Regions from separate parts of the Mus musculus genome. Here region 2 is linked to region 1. Evidence: chromatin contacts called from public HiChIP or PLAC-seq data. All regions are on one chromosome and are shown on one strand. Each heading gives the region's core, a stretch centred on a gene start, on an enhancer-like site or on the middle of the called end of the contact. The rest is flanking DNA. Distances are from core to core; before and after follow the strand shown. Region 1 holds the start of Grin3a (glutamate receptor ionotropic, NMDA3A). Region 2 has its middle 68 kb from the start of Grin3a.

Evidence for each region. HiChIP or PLAC-seq counts read pairs in DNA pulled down with a chosen protein or histone mark.
Region 2: an H3K27ac HiChIP or PLAC-seq map of neural progenitor cells shows a contact between it and region 1, with 2.6 times the contacts expected there. The contact joins the enhancer-like site here to the promoter of Grin3a in region 1. A contact is called at or near these places in 6 of 39 promoter capture datasets (the HPC-7 cell line, cranial neural crest, embryonic stem cells and 3 more), 1 of 484 Hi-C or Micro-C datasets (trophoblast stem cells), 2 of 115 datasets of contacts at active chromatin or transcription factors (embryonic stem cells and neural progenitor cells) and 2 of 9 other capture datasets (embryonic stem cells and liver).

What each region holds. Positions count from the first base shown.
Region 1 is chr4:49,844,387-49,851,669 of GRCm38.p6, reverse strand. Grin3a (glutamate receptor ionotropic, NMDA3A) reads left to right here and starts at 5,901. Exons shown (of 9, transcript NM_001033351.2): 1 at 5,901-7,283. The coding sequence starts at 6,589.
Region 2 is chr4:49,910,660-49,917,084 of GRCm38.p6, reverse strand. No RefSeq gene overlaps it. Among named protein-coding and RNA genes, the nearest start is that of Grin3a, 68 kb to the right of the region's middle. Within about 2 kb of position 3,259, at least 31 of the 459 cell types and tissues checked have an H3K27ac peak or open chromatin away from gene starts, as enhancers often do. A contact at or near this core is called in neural progenitor cells, where this site is marked.

The DNA of each region.
Region 1 (7,283 bases), core at 4,652-7,151:
TGTTCATGGCATGAGGATATCATGTATGTGAAATACTTAGGCATAAGTCACTCAGATTTTTCTTTTAAAAAAATCTCTAAAACCACAAAAATTCATAATTTTTCTACATTTACTGAAAGTCTTCCCTAAAATCTTTTTCTATTATAAGGAAGACATTTCTTTTCTTACTTGAAATAGTATGCAGGTATAATGCATGAGACTCAAAAAGGCAAATTTTTATAGAAAAGTCCTCATGTGTTAACTACAATTATAAAAATGGTGCTACCAACTGGGTGTGGGAAAGTCCTCTAAAACTGCCACAGTATGTTATGGGCCAAGTTTTATTCCATAAGTGATTTGAATCAGAATGAATTGGAATGATCACTCTAAGAGAGAGATCAAGAGAGACCTCCATATTAGTCTTCCCAACGCCCACTTGAGTTCCTTGCAGTGGGGTTTAGGGAAGGAACTGGAAACACTGAGTGTTTGGAAATACTCAGATAGTAATCCTGGTGTGTGTTGAAAGGCCGACCTCTTCTAACAAGTGACAAGGCACTCTCCACTGGCAGCTAAAACTAGGGTTCTTCAGTGTCCTCTCTCACTGACACCTCCTGCTATGTAGATAGGACATAATCTACCTTTGGCTGTCTGTGAATAGATGACCATGTGGTGCAGAGAAGATATCTTCCTCTGTGGTCTGCAGCACAGGGCAATGCCTAGACATCGTCTGCTTTCAAACTGGCCAACATACATTATGTTTGCTTCCCGTTCTTTACCTTCAGGTCTAAATTCTTTTTCTCTCCTATTTCCAATTCCTCAGGCTTTTCAAAACCCCTTTAGCAAGATCCTCCTTTGATCATCTGTGGAATATCCCAGGCATGTAGAAGTCACTCAAACTAAAGTCCTCTAAAATGATGATCTCACAAATCTTGAACTCTTCTGAAAATTTCCCTTTAACACCTCTCCTATCCCAAATTCCCTCATAATGAACTCTGCCTTCTTTTCCCTTCACCACATTCTTGATAAGATGTTACGATTATAAGAATTGTTTATGTTAATGTATGGTAGGTTGATGGTCCCCAAATCAAGAAAATCACTTGCATTTAAGTAAGAATGAGTGATGTCAGGATTGGGACAGTGGTCTAAGGTACTAATGGTACAAGGTATCGTACAGAAGAGAACAGCTAAGATCTTCAGTGACGAATTCTCTGGACCTGTTTCTCTAAAGTGATCTGATTGGAGCTTTTTCTTGTTTTGTTTTTGTTTTCTTAGACTCACTCTCTCCTAAAATTCTATTATCCTATTCTCTACAGCATTTGTTTGTTGGTTTTGTTTACAGGCTTCGTTCTGAAAGATTCCCATAAATATACCATAATGATTGGAAATGAAGAAGCTGGTATTGCTGGCAATGGTATAGAAGAGTAGAGGCTAAACATTAGCAATAGATAGGCAGTTTTTCATCTAGATAATAAGATGTGATTGTTCTTATTACCAAGGATACAGCCAGGATGAACTTGGAACGCTGAAGCCACACCATTCCTCACCTCAGCATATGGTGATTTGAGCAGTAACTCTGCATTTCTCATGTGGTTCCCATTCCTCAGTTCAAATGGTAAAGTGGGAGAATTACCTCTCTCATATGCACCGCTGCAAACCCCCGCCCCATCTGATCTAGCCTCCACTCTTGATTCTTATCCTATTCAGAAGAGAAACCAAGGTTCCTCCTGGGCTTCACTATCTTCAGTGTCCTCCTTGTCTCTCTGTCCTGACTTGCCATAACCCTCACCACCTTGGGTATTCGGCTCCAGATACTCCAGACTCCTCAATACTAATCAACTACTCCTGCCCCGTTTAAAAAACAGAAAACAACAACAACAACAACAAAAATCCTACAAGTTAGTATTTTATTACAGGCAAACCTGTAGTTGGGAACATGCCATTTAAAATGAATGCCACTTATTTAAAATAATAACATCACCAAAACTAGGTGTGGCTACACCTAGATATTTTTCAGTATATAAGGGGTAAGAAAAGAATAGTTTTACAAACTATAATAAATGTGCAAATAAGCCTCCCATTTCCAAGAAGCTTGAGGTTTGCATGAGTTTGCATGCTGCCGTTTCTACACAGAAAACTGTCAGGAGCTGTCACCACAACCAATGCAGAAAGGATGAAACTCTAGCTTTGGGAGGCGAAATGTCATACCCACAGGGAAATGCTGCAGAGAGGGGATCCAACCCTGATTCTCCACAGCATTCTTCCCTGGAACCTTCCCTGGGCCACTTCCAGAATGTCACAGCTTTCACTATAACCATAGCTGGCACCAGAAAGCACAGATGTGCATGGGACACATTTTAAATTGAGCACTTAGATTTGTTTTGTTTGTTTGACTTCCAACGTGGGTTCTTAGATCACTACTTCTCATTCTGGATCAGATTATAAACAAAGTCTTCTCTGGCAGAGCCAAATGTGAGCTCTGATTTGCTACCAACCCTGCAGCTGGAATGAACCTCCAATGCTAAAAGTACACTGCCCCTCACAGCACTTCGAAGACCTGTCAGCAGTCCAGTAGTCCTCAAACCCAATTCCCCATATGTGAAGAATAATCACCCTAGCCAGACAAGATTATGGGACTTAGCAAGAATGTTGTCTCTCAGGTACATTATTGCAACTGCTCACATCAGATATCTTGCCTACCTTCCATGTACCATTAAAAGAACATCTAGAGGGATCCTGTTGCGTTAGTCCTCATGAGCATCGTGACAGATGACTGTAATCCCAGCACTAAGGATGCGAGGGAAAGCAGGAGGATTGTTTGACTTGAGTCCAGCCTGGGCTACAGAAGTCTTAAGACCCTGTCTCAAAAGAAAACAAAAATTAGCCCTGCCACTGACTCTGTTGCCCAGTGTCTTGCAGTCACACCTGTCACCCTATGCAGACCAGAGCCACACCTCCTGGTTGGTTTTCACTGCCTGCCTCTTCCTTTGAGCCTTTCTGCTCTAACAGCCCCCACTGTGACTGCTGTGAGTTGTCTTGCTCTGGCTCTTTGGATCCTTCACTCTTATTCAAATACCCCAGAAACATTTCTGCATAAGAACCCTTTCCTGGGGGAGTGGGTAGGGGAGCGTGTGGAGGACTTTTGGGATAGCATTGGAAATGTAAATGAAATAAATACCCAATAAAAAAAGGAAAAAAATAAAAAGAACCCTTTCCTAAGAACCCTCTCCATTGCTCTTTCCTCCCCTTGGGACTCCTTGCTCCATCATTCTCACAAATCACTGCCTCACCTCCCTTTATCTCTTTATTCAAAAGGTATGTTCTTGGGGGTTTTCCCTGGCTTTGCCTTCTAAAAATCACAGCTCACTTCCCTTCTATTCCTGTGGGCTTTTTTTTCCTCCTGAGCACAAGACAGCATGTCCTGTGTGTATTTGATTGTGTTCTTTGTTGTCCTTCTGTTCCATTAGTTCATAAACTAATATTTAGCACTCTGTGGAGTTATTAACAATCTTAGTCTGAAAAGGCAGAGAATTCATTTATTCTAACTGGGATTAAATCACCTAATCCCAGGATAGCCTTATGCCTGTGCACAGTAGGTTTTACTAACTGATTATTGAGTAATGAAAGGGTTTTTAAAATTATGGTCTTGTAGGCACGAAAAAGAGAGGAAGGGGAAGGGAAAGAGGAGAGATAAGAAAAGGCGAAAAGAAGAATGTCAGAGTTGCTCTGCAGTGACAAGAGAACCAGGTGGCAAAAGGAGGACAGAGAAGAAGAATAGCACAGGGGCTGGGGAGAAGCTCCTCTGTAAAGTGCTTGTCACTGAAGCCCGAGGGCCTGAGTCTCCTGAATCTACTCTAAAAAACCAGGCATGGCATGGTAGCATGCACCTTTAATACCAACAGTAGGAAAGAGAGACAGAATACCAAGGATCTCAATGGCCATCCAGGTTAGCCTTATCATTGAGTTCCAGGTCTCACTGAGAGAGACTTTGTCCCAAAGACAAGACAAGCTAGAATGCTTCTGAGGCACAAAGCAGAGGGTGACCTCTGGCCTCCACCTGAGCTAACACAGATGTGTACACGTACATAGACACACACACACACACACACACACACACACACACACACACACACAAACACACCAAAAGGAATGACGCAGAGTAGAAAGGACCTGGGGAGACTCGAAAACAGAAAAGGAAGAGCTCTTCTTCCAGTTCACAAGCTTCCACCAGGGCTCCGTCAGTACCAAGCTCAGAACTATGCAGCTCATCTGAGAATAACCAGGTCAGCCACACTCTCACGGCCATGATGAACTTGTAAGTAGCCTAATGCCCAAAGTGAATCCAACAAAACCTTTCCCAGTCAGGCCAGGCTACTCTCTATCAACACCTACTCTCTGAGGAACTTCATCTGAGCACACATGCAATGCCATGGTGCTAACGGTTGCTATGCAGAGTCACAGTTATAGGCACTCCTTAGTCTTCCATACACATACTCCAGCTCCTCCTAACGGCACGGGTGAGAGCCTCAAGTCCCTGCCGTGCAAGGACCACACATTCTACACTATACTTTGTATCTCAAGCAATGTGGTACTCTGGGATAAAGGAGATTGCTGACAGAGCTTTGATCTCTCTCTGACCTCAAGAGAGAACAGGGGCTTTCTATTCTGATTTAGCCCCCATTAAGCGTTTACTTCCCAATGGTGGAAGTTTTTTTAACCCTGAAGCAACTCCATCTTACAAAACTTACTTTGTGCTGAGACAAAGAGTCTTCTCTTTGCCAGGTTCTCAAGAATTTTATTTGTCTATAGTTTCATTATCCCAAAATTTAAAACATGGTGGAAACTTAAACTCAAGAATCAAAACAACTTTTTAGAGCTAAAGGTTTGATGTATTTACATAGTAATTTAGCAGCTCCAAACAACAGGGCAAGGACAGGTCAAATAAATTGCCGAGGTCACAGTTCTCCAGAGGTGATATTGGACTCAGTATTGCTGATCACCAATGCTGTTAGTCACGTAGTCATCTCCCCCACCCTCCTCATGAATGATTCCTGTAACATAAAAAGTAGTCAATTTGCAATATGTGTGGCATCCATAAGATTTCCTTAACCCTTTTGCGTTTTTTCTGATGTCACTTATTAAATGGGGAGAAAGTTTAGATAATAGGCTCATTGACCCCTGGGTTGCTGTATAAATGAAATAACTCACAAGAAACTACAACCTGGACACTCTTGGTCTATATACTACGGACAACTGGTGAAGGCTTTTTAAGCTCTGAAAGTACTTTTATTGCATTTTATTTATTTTATGTCTGGGATGGATGTGAGCACGTGAATCTTGCCACGCAGGGGTGCACGTTGGAGGACAACTTTCTTGAGTCAATTGTCTCTTTCCATCTTAAAGGACCTGGGGATGTAAATGCAGTTGTGAGGCCTGGTGGCCAGCTCTTTAACTTCTTGAATCGCTTTGAATCCACGTTTTTTATCCCGAGAATCAAAAAAACAAGACCCCTTTAAAAACGCATAAGCTCCTCTGCCAAAGAAAAGCAAGAAGAAATCAGATGTGTAAATAATTCTTGCTTTAATACTCTGGACTAGAAAAACCCTTTAGAGTGGTGTCGCCAAGGGATACTCCTTAAAGTCACAGTGGCTTTTAACCGGTCCCTGTGACCCATTAGGCTTCAGATCTCTCAGTACCGACTCCGAATTCAGAAATCCCCCAGGCTGTCTTTGCGTACATCCGCCAAAGGGAATTGTGCCAACTACAGACTCTGCGTTTGAGGGGCGAGGACTTTGCAGGGGCGCGGGACTGTGCGGCAGGAGAATCTCACCATCAGTGGGCGTTTAGCGCAGCCAAGCGACAGGCTGGCGCCAGGGCTCTGCTACTGGGAGGCGCCGGCTGAGGCGGGGAGAACTTTGGCGCTCAGAACAGAACCACCCTTCGCTGGCCAGTTGTGTCGCTCCTCCAAGGAAGCCGCGGAAGTGGCGCCTGGGCGAAAAGCCCGGCAGAAAAAGGAAGAGAGGAAGTAGAAAGGGAAGAGGGGAAAATGAACCAGGCGCTGGGGGAGCCCGCGGTAAGGTGGCCGGCGGGGAAAGGAAGCAGGTTCGGCAGCTGCTTTTCCGCACCCCGTGCGTGAACGCCCTCTCCTCTGCCACCCCAGTAAATAAGTGGGTGTCTCCTGAACTGAACAGCAAGAGAAAAGAAGCCAGCCAAGTGAGAGTACAGCTCCTCTGTCACTGCCGCCCCCTTGCAAGTCTGGCGGCTTCTCGCGGGGCCAGACGCTGCGCCCCAGGCGCCCTGCAGATGGGGTGGACAGGGACCCGGAGCTCAAGCCACGGGTGACCCGCGCTGGCCAACCGGCCTGCGGCGCTTGCGGAGGATGCTAGGCGGAGGAGCCCTGGAACCGCATCCGACACTGCCCGGCGTCCGCTAGGCTGCAACTTGGAATGCCCAGGGAGCGGTCCGGCTCCTGTGACCACTTCGCCGCGTCTAGGGAAGCTGCGCTCAGGATTTGGAGGCAGAGACCTCAGGCGGCGGAGACCTCCGGCGGCGGCTGCAGAGGGAAGAGCCGGGCGCAGGAGGGGGCGCGCTTTCTCCCAGCGGGTCTCAGTAATGAGGAGACTGAGTTTGTGGTGGCTGCTGAGCAGGGTCTGTCTGTTGCTGCCTCCGCCCTGTGCACTGGTGCTGGCCGGGGTGCCCAGCTCCTCCTCGCACCCGCAACCCTGCCAGATCCTCAAGCGCATCGGACACGCGGTGAGGGTGGGCGCGGTGCACTTGCAACCCTGGACCACGGCCCCACGCGCAGCCAGTCGCGCTCAGGACGGCGGCAGGGCGGGTGCCCAGAGGGATGAGCCAGAGTCGGGGACGTGGCGGCCACCGGCGCCCTCGCAAGGCGCACGTTGGTTGGGGAGCGCCCTGCATGGCCGGGGTCCACCCGGCTCCCGCAAGCTCGGGGAGGGCGCCGGGACCGAGACCCTGTGGCCGCGGGATGCCCTACTGTTCGCTGTGGAAAACCTGAACCGTGTGGAAGGGCTCCTTCCCTACAACCTGTCTTTGGAAGTAGTGATGGCCATCGAGGCGGGCCTGGGCGACCTGCCACTTATGCCTTTCTCTTCCCCAAGCTCACCGTGGAGCAGTGACCCTTTCTCCTTTCTGCAGAGCGTGTGCCACACCGTAGTGGTACAAGGGGTTTCAGCGCTGCTGGCCTTCCCCCAGAGCCAGGGCGAAATGATGGAGCTGGACTTGGTCAGTTCTGTCCTGCACATCCCAGTGCTCAGCATAGTGCGCCACGAGTTTCCGCGGGAGAG
Region 2 (6,425 bases), core at 2,010-4,509, 68 kb before region 1:
GGAAGTTTATTTTTTGTTTGAGAAAGAAAGAACACCAAGTTGTGTAAGGGAAGGACCTGGAGGTACCGGGGAAGGGATAATAATATTATTATCAAATAAGTTGTGTGAAAAATGTTTTAAGTAAAAAAAGACAGGGTGATAAAAAACAAAGCTTTTAACAGTTATATGTATCTAATATGACAGAATATATCTAAGGCTACAAGAGGTCTTTATCAAGTATCTGATACAGTCTGAAAACTTAGTAAGAACATTTCTAAAAATCTAAAGCATGTCATTGAATTCTAGTTGTGTGAAAAAGACAAAAGTGATATCTACATTCAATTTCTGCAGTGAACTCTTTAAGTGTAAATGGGGCCACTAGAGAAAGGGGAGGGGAAATCATTATTAGCCAGTGAATTGTGCTTTCCCCGGCTTCTTTAAATTATGACAACACTTATACATGATTGGCCCAGAATTTAGGCTGCAATGAAGCATTTCTAATGGCTCCATTCCAAGGCTAATAGAGCTCAGCAACTCCTTGAGGATCTGTGTCCTCCCATTTATAAATCCCCAGATGCTGGCAAGTAACCAATGCTCAACAATATGCTGAGAACCACTATGACAGTGATTCTCAATCGGTGGGTCGAGACCCACACAGGGGTAGCATACCAGACATCCTACGTATTCACTAACATTACAATTTACAACAGTAGCAAAATTACAGTTAAGAAGTAGCAATACAATAATTGTATGGTAGAGGATCCCCACACTATGAGGAATTGTATTAAGGGTGGCAGCATTAGGCTGAGAACCACTAGTATAGAGGGATCAAAACATGTAAGCAGAAATTTCTGTAACAATGGATTTCAAATATTCTTTGCAAATTTGGAAAACATTCTGTAAATTGAAACTTCGAAAAATAGCAATAGAGGGAAGCAAGTAACAGCCTTGAAAAGGATGCTGTGTTCTAGATCCAGAGAAAGGGAGAAAATGAGGGACCATGGCAACATCAAGTTTGTCACGAAATCCACAACATATTTTTATGTGCCTAATGTTGAATGTATATAAAACTTGTCTCTAAGACAAAAAAATAGACCAGCTTAAGATAATACTCTTCAAAGTTGTTCAGAATCTGAATATTAGCACTGAAGCAAAGAGTTAGATGTAGACTGTCATATTGTTTAAGGCTTGGGTTGAATTTGAGGGTATGTTGCTTAATTCTTTGCTGTGAATGTCCTTTTATTTTTTTACTAGACATTTTCTTCATTTACTTTTCAAATGCTATCTCGAAAGCCCCCTATACCCTCCCCCTCCTGCCCTGCTCCCCAACCCACCCACTCCTGCCTCCTTGCCCTGACATTTCCCTGTACTGGGGCATATAATCTTCCCAAGACCAAGGGCCTCTCATCCCATTGATGGCCGACTAGGCCATCCTCTGCTATATATGCAACTAGAAACACAAGTTCTGGGGGGGAGAGGGGGTACTGGTTAGTTCATCTTGTTGTTCCTCCTATAGGGTTGCAGACCCCTTTAGCTCCTTGGGTACTTTCTCTAGTTCCTTCATTAGAGGCCCTGTGTTCCATCTAATAGATGACTGTGAGCATCCACTTCTGTACTTGCCAGGCACTGGCATAGCCTCACAAGAGATAGCTATATCAGGGTCCTATCAAGTGTCCTTTTATTTTCTCAGATGATGTGATGAGATAAGAGCTGAACCTAAGCTGTGTGATTACATGGTTTGGCCTGAGCCCAGGCATTTTCTTCTCTGTTTTAACTATCCCTAGGCCTGGAAGTTTCTAGCCTCTTTACAACCTACTCTTCCAAGCTGACAGATTTAGTCTGGCTTCTCATGCTTCTAACTAAATTATTCTCCCTGGTTTCACACCAACTTTAGCAATATGTTCTAATATTATGATTCTTCTCATTCTCTGGATCATTTTGTCTTCGCCTGTGTCTAATTTGTTCTCTCTGCTACCTGTCTTTGTAAAACTGCCATACACATACACACATCCTACCCACCTTGCACCACACATACCACACCCCCCTGCTCTAAAGTTCCTTCCTCTGCTGCTCGAGTATCCTATCTCTTACTCATTTTGTTAAATCTTTCTCTGATTCATCATGTGTTCTGCCTCTTAAGTAGGCATCACTCTCAAACTTGGCTGCTTTCTTCTACAAATTAACCTTACCTTCACTGTTAAGAATTAAAGGTGTGTACTAAGGCATCCTGTGTTCCAGCTAGATCATACTGTATTCCATGACATGTCTGCATTCCAGACAGATCATATCTTTGGATGTGATCCCTTGCCAGAGCAACCATGTTTCTGGAGTAAAATTAAAATTTTTTTCACTTTGACTTCATGAAAAAAAAAAATTGAGTCATTCTCATAGACTCCCACAAATTCAGACATTTAACACATACTGAATATCTATAATATGTTGAGTAAAAATGTAAGTGCCAGGGCATGTAAATATAACAAAATGTATGCCTTTCCTTCAAGAGATTTTTATTCTTATGTAGACAAATATGCTTTAAATTAGTAAATCAAGTAATACGTTGAAAAGTGGTATAGTCATGATCAAAATGTAGTGTCAGACACAGTAGGTGGGAAGACTAGGAAAGAAATCTGGATAGATGAACTACTTTGGGAAGGTGGGAGAATTGCCCAGACAGCTGGCTATGTATTTTGTGCTCCAGGCAGACAGACAGCTGGAGTAAACATGTTAGGCTGGGAGGATTTTCACAGCTATGACTTCACATTTGTATTTTGATTATTTTATTAATTCGTCTCCTCCCTTTGTAATCTCCAAAAGAAGTGAGAACAGTGTCTGCTTGCTCCATTTTCCTGCTGGCTTTCTATCCCAGAGTTGCTCTGATGTAGGCTGTGTGCATATCATCCCTAGTTTGCTATAAAAGTTCTTCATCTGATTTGAAAAGGTAGCATTTCCTATTCTAGTCTATGCTAGCTTTGCTCTTCCATGCTCTTGATGGTCACCGGTCTTTGTGTCTTATCCATCTCTGGTTCATGCCAGTCTGCAACAGAACGTTTCCTTGCATCAGGTTACCTATCACTAACTCCAGGAAGCCTTCATTCTGGTTCTCTTCTCAATAGAGTTAACTTTAAATAAAAGAGTATTTATAAACTGCCCGCTACCATTAAATAAATGGCCTGCTACAGATTATTCTTTTCACAGGCAGTCAGCCTGGCTTCTCCTAATACAACTGAGCAGGTTCTGCTGTCTAATTCTCAGTCTTTGGCTGACTGCCTGAGCTCGGCAGAACATCAGTATTCTGCTCTGTTCTATGATAGACAGGGGGTTATCCCACTTCTTTTTGGCAGGAAGAGGAGCTTCAAGTTTGGCTCTGAATTGAAAATGGATACATTGAGAAGAAACAAGGTCACCACTATTCTTTCTGTGCAAATAGCTATTAAGCATTTTCTGTGCATGATTTAGTTCAGGAGTTTTGATATTTAACTCTTTAGGGCCCAGTAACATAAGTGATATAAAGCTGTGACTTTCTTATTAATCTCTGTGAATTCTGCACCAGTTGAGCAACTGTAGTTCCATTATCATTGTTCACGTGTGTATAAAATATGCTTTAAGACAACTTATTGTTTCATGTCCTAAATTAAATACAAATAAAATAAATAAACCAAAAAGATTGAAGGGAAATCATTCAAGACAGTAAATCAAATGAAATTCATTTTTTAACAATATGACCATTTACTCAAAACATTACAAAAAGTTATGATGGAAATAGTGTGCAGAACACCTTTTCTGAGACTATCCAATCTAGTACAATCAAAATATGCCTGTTGATACCAGTCACGAAATGAATGCACAGTACATAAATTTACGACCATCAGGTCACCTTCAAGGTACACTCTGCCACCATAAGCTAAGCATAGAATAATCCAAAAGTAAAGAGAAGAGAAGATTCTGATCGCAACTAACGGATTTAAACTAAGAAATACCACACAGTCTTACTGTAGCTATATAGAGATTCAATAAAAATATATGTCTATACATATGGGTATATAAGTACATAGGTATGCTTTGAGTAAAATGAAATTTATAACAAAATTAAGAGATAATTCCATATTGCAACACTTACTTTTATCAACTAGACACATTAAGAGTATTTTGAATACAGGCTTCTACTTTAGTGTTAGCCTTAGTTCTAATCAGTAATTGTATAACCGGGCAGAAACATCTTTCTGAGCTAGCTATTGCTTACATATGGTCACATGATAATTTATTCTGTATAAAACTTACCTATGCTACAGTGACCAGTATAAATAAAAACACTAATAATACACTTACCTTATTAGATTATAAAAATCTTTCATTTGAATTCTTTTTTTTTTTTTTTTCGATATAGGGTTTCTCTGTGTCCTGGAACTCACTCTGTAGACCAGGCTGGCCTCGAACTCAGAAATCCGCCTGCCTCTGCCTCTTGAGTGCTGGGATTAAAGGCATGCGCCACCAACGTTGGGCTGTTTCTTACTTTCTATCCTCTTTTAAATTGTTTGTGTCTTTATGTTTCAATCACATAATATTTCGACAATATATTCTTAGGTCTTGTTTTTTCATCCAATCTGTCTATTTCTACCTTTAATTTGAGCATTTAGTATATTCTTCTGATTAGATCCACATTTCCACATACTATCACTTTTCTTCTACCTCAAGGATTTGTTTTTATATTCTTATAATACAAAGATCCTATTTCTCAACTGATTTTCAAATACATATATACTAGGTTGGCAATTTTCTTCTCCCACAACATACATTATTCTGTTCTTGTCCCAGATGCAGCACTTTCAATAAGAAACCTGCTCCTGTCTCTCTGTATGTAAGTCAGCTCCATCCATAATGTCACGTTTCCTCTGCTGAATGCTGGGGAGATATTTGTTTATGATTTGCTTTGGTGTGCTGTTTCTTATGTTTGGACTTCATTGAATTTCTTGGGCTTGTATGTTTATACTATTTCGAAAGTGTTCATTCCTTATTTGGTCAAACACTTCCCTGTGTTTTCCTTTCTAGAACTCTAAATACACACAGTAGATAACTTGAAATAATTCTATAGCTCACCGAAGCCCTATTTAAGCATCATTATTACTGTTTATTATTATGCTTTTCTCTCTGATTCTATGTGTTCAAATTCACTAGCATTTTTATCTATGGTGTCTACAATGTCATTTCTTCAATCTGGTGAACATTTCATGCTCAAAAGGAGATCTCTTCAAATTCTGGGATTCTCTGGGCCCTTCTCTCCTCTCTGATTCTCTGCCCTACGAATCTTGGTCTCTATTCAGCTGTAACATTTCAGTTGAAGAAGCAGCTTTGTGTGTCCACTGAGACTCCTCTCACCATCACATGGAAATTCCCTTAGAAAGCTAGGATTATGGTATGGATCACCTAAACAATCCAACTTCTTTTCTAATGGCTTCATGTATAATATTATGAAAACCTTTTATGTATTATTTCTGGATTTTATTATTGGTTTTGTTTGTTGTTTGTTTGTTTGTTTCATTATTTTAGACAGAAATGGCTCTCTTTACCGATCTTAAACAGAAGTCTAATATTGAGCAAAATCAAACATGATACTGAAAATAAAGTACTTTGAAATAATTCAATGGACTTTGTCTATTGCTGTTATGATCATTGAGTTTTGAGCTTTTTAAATTGTACTTTTGTACAAATCTCCTCACTATGTGAACTAAGTGTTCCTAACTAAAGAAAGTGTGCAGGGATGAAAATATTAACAGCCAACAATAACTGAGCATAAGTGCTTTAAATTAATTGCCCATTTAGTTGCAGTTCAATGCTATAAAGTATGGTAATATTTGCATTTTATAGATGGGGAATCTGAGGATCAGAGAGATTAAATAAATTGTTCAAGGTTAAGTAGCTCCTAAGTGGTAGATAGAGAATGTAGCCAGGGTCTGTCTAACCCTAAAGTCAAACCTCTTAACCTTCATATATCACTGCCAAAACACTCTTCAGCGACTATGAAAAACATCTTTGCCTCATAGAACTAAAGGGTTTGGAAAGGAAGGGGAAAAAACTGTGCTTTCATGATCTCATTGGTTTTCCAACCATTTTTCTCCAAAACCCGTGTCTATAAATGTGTTATAAAGGTGCTGGTTTTAATCTAGTGTTCTTGAGTTTGACATCCTATCACATGGAAATAATACAAATTTAATAAGGGTGTTTACTCCCCTCAGAGCCTAGCAGACTCATATATGAGACACTTAGCATGTCATGGTTAAGATGGTACCTGCTTTAGTACTGGCAACGGGAATGTTTTTTGAGAGTGGCCAATTAGTTGCAACTGAACAAGATTAAGACTAAGGGAATAGGACCACATGTGCGATCACTGTACTAAGTAACTCATCAGAGACATCTCCATTAACTATTGTCAAAATACCCCATCTTTTCCA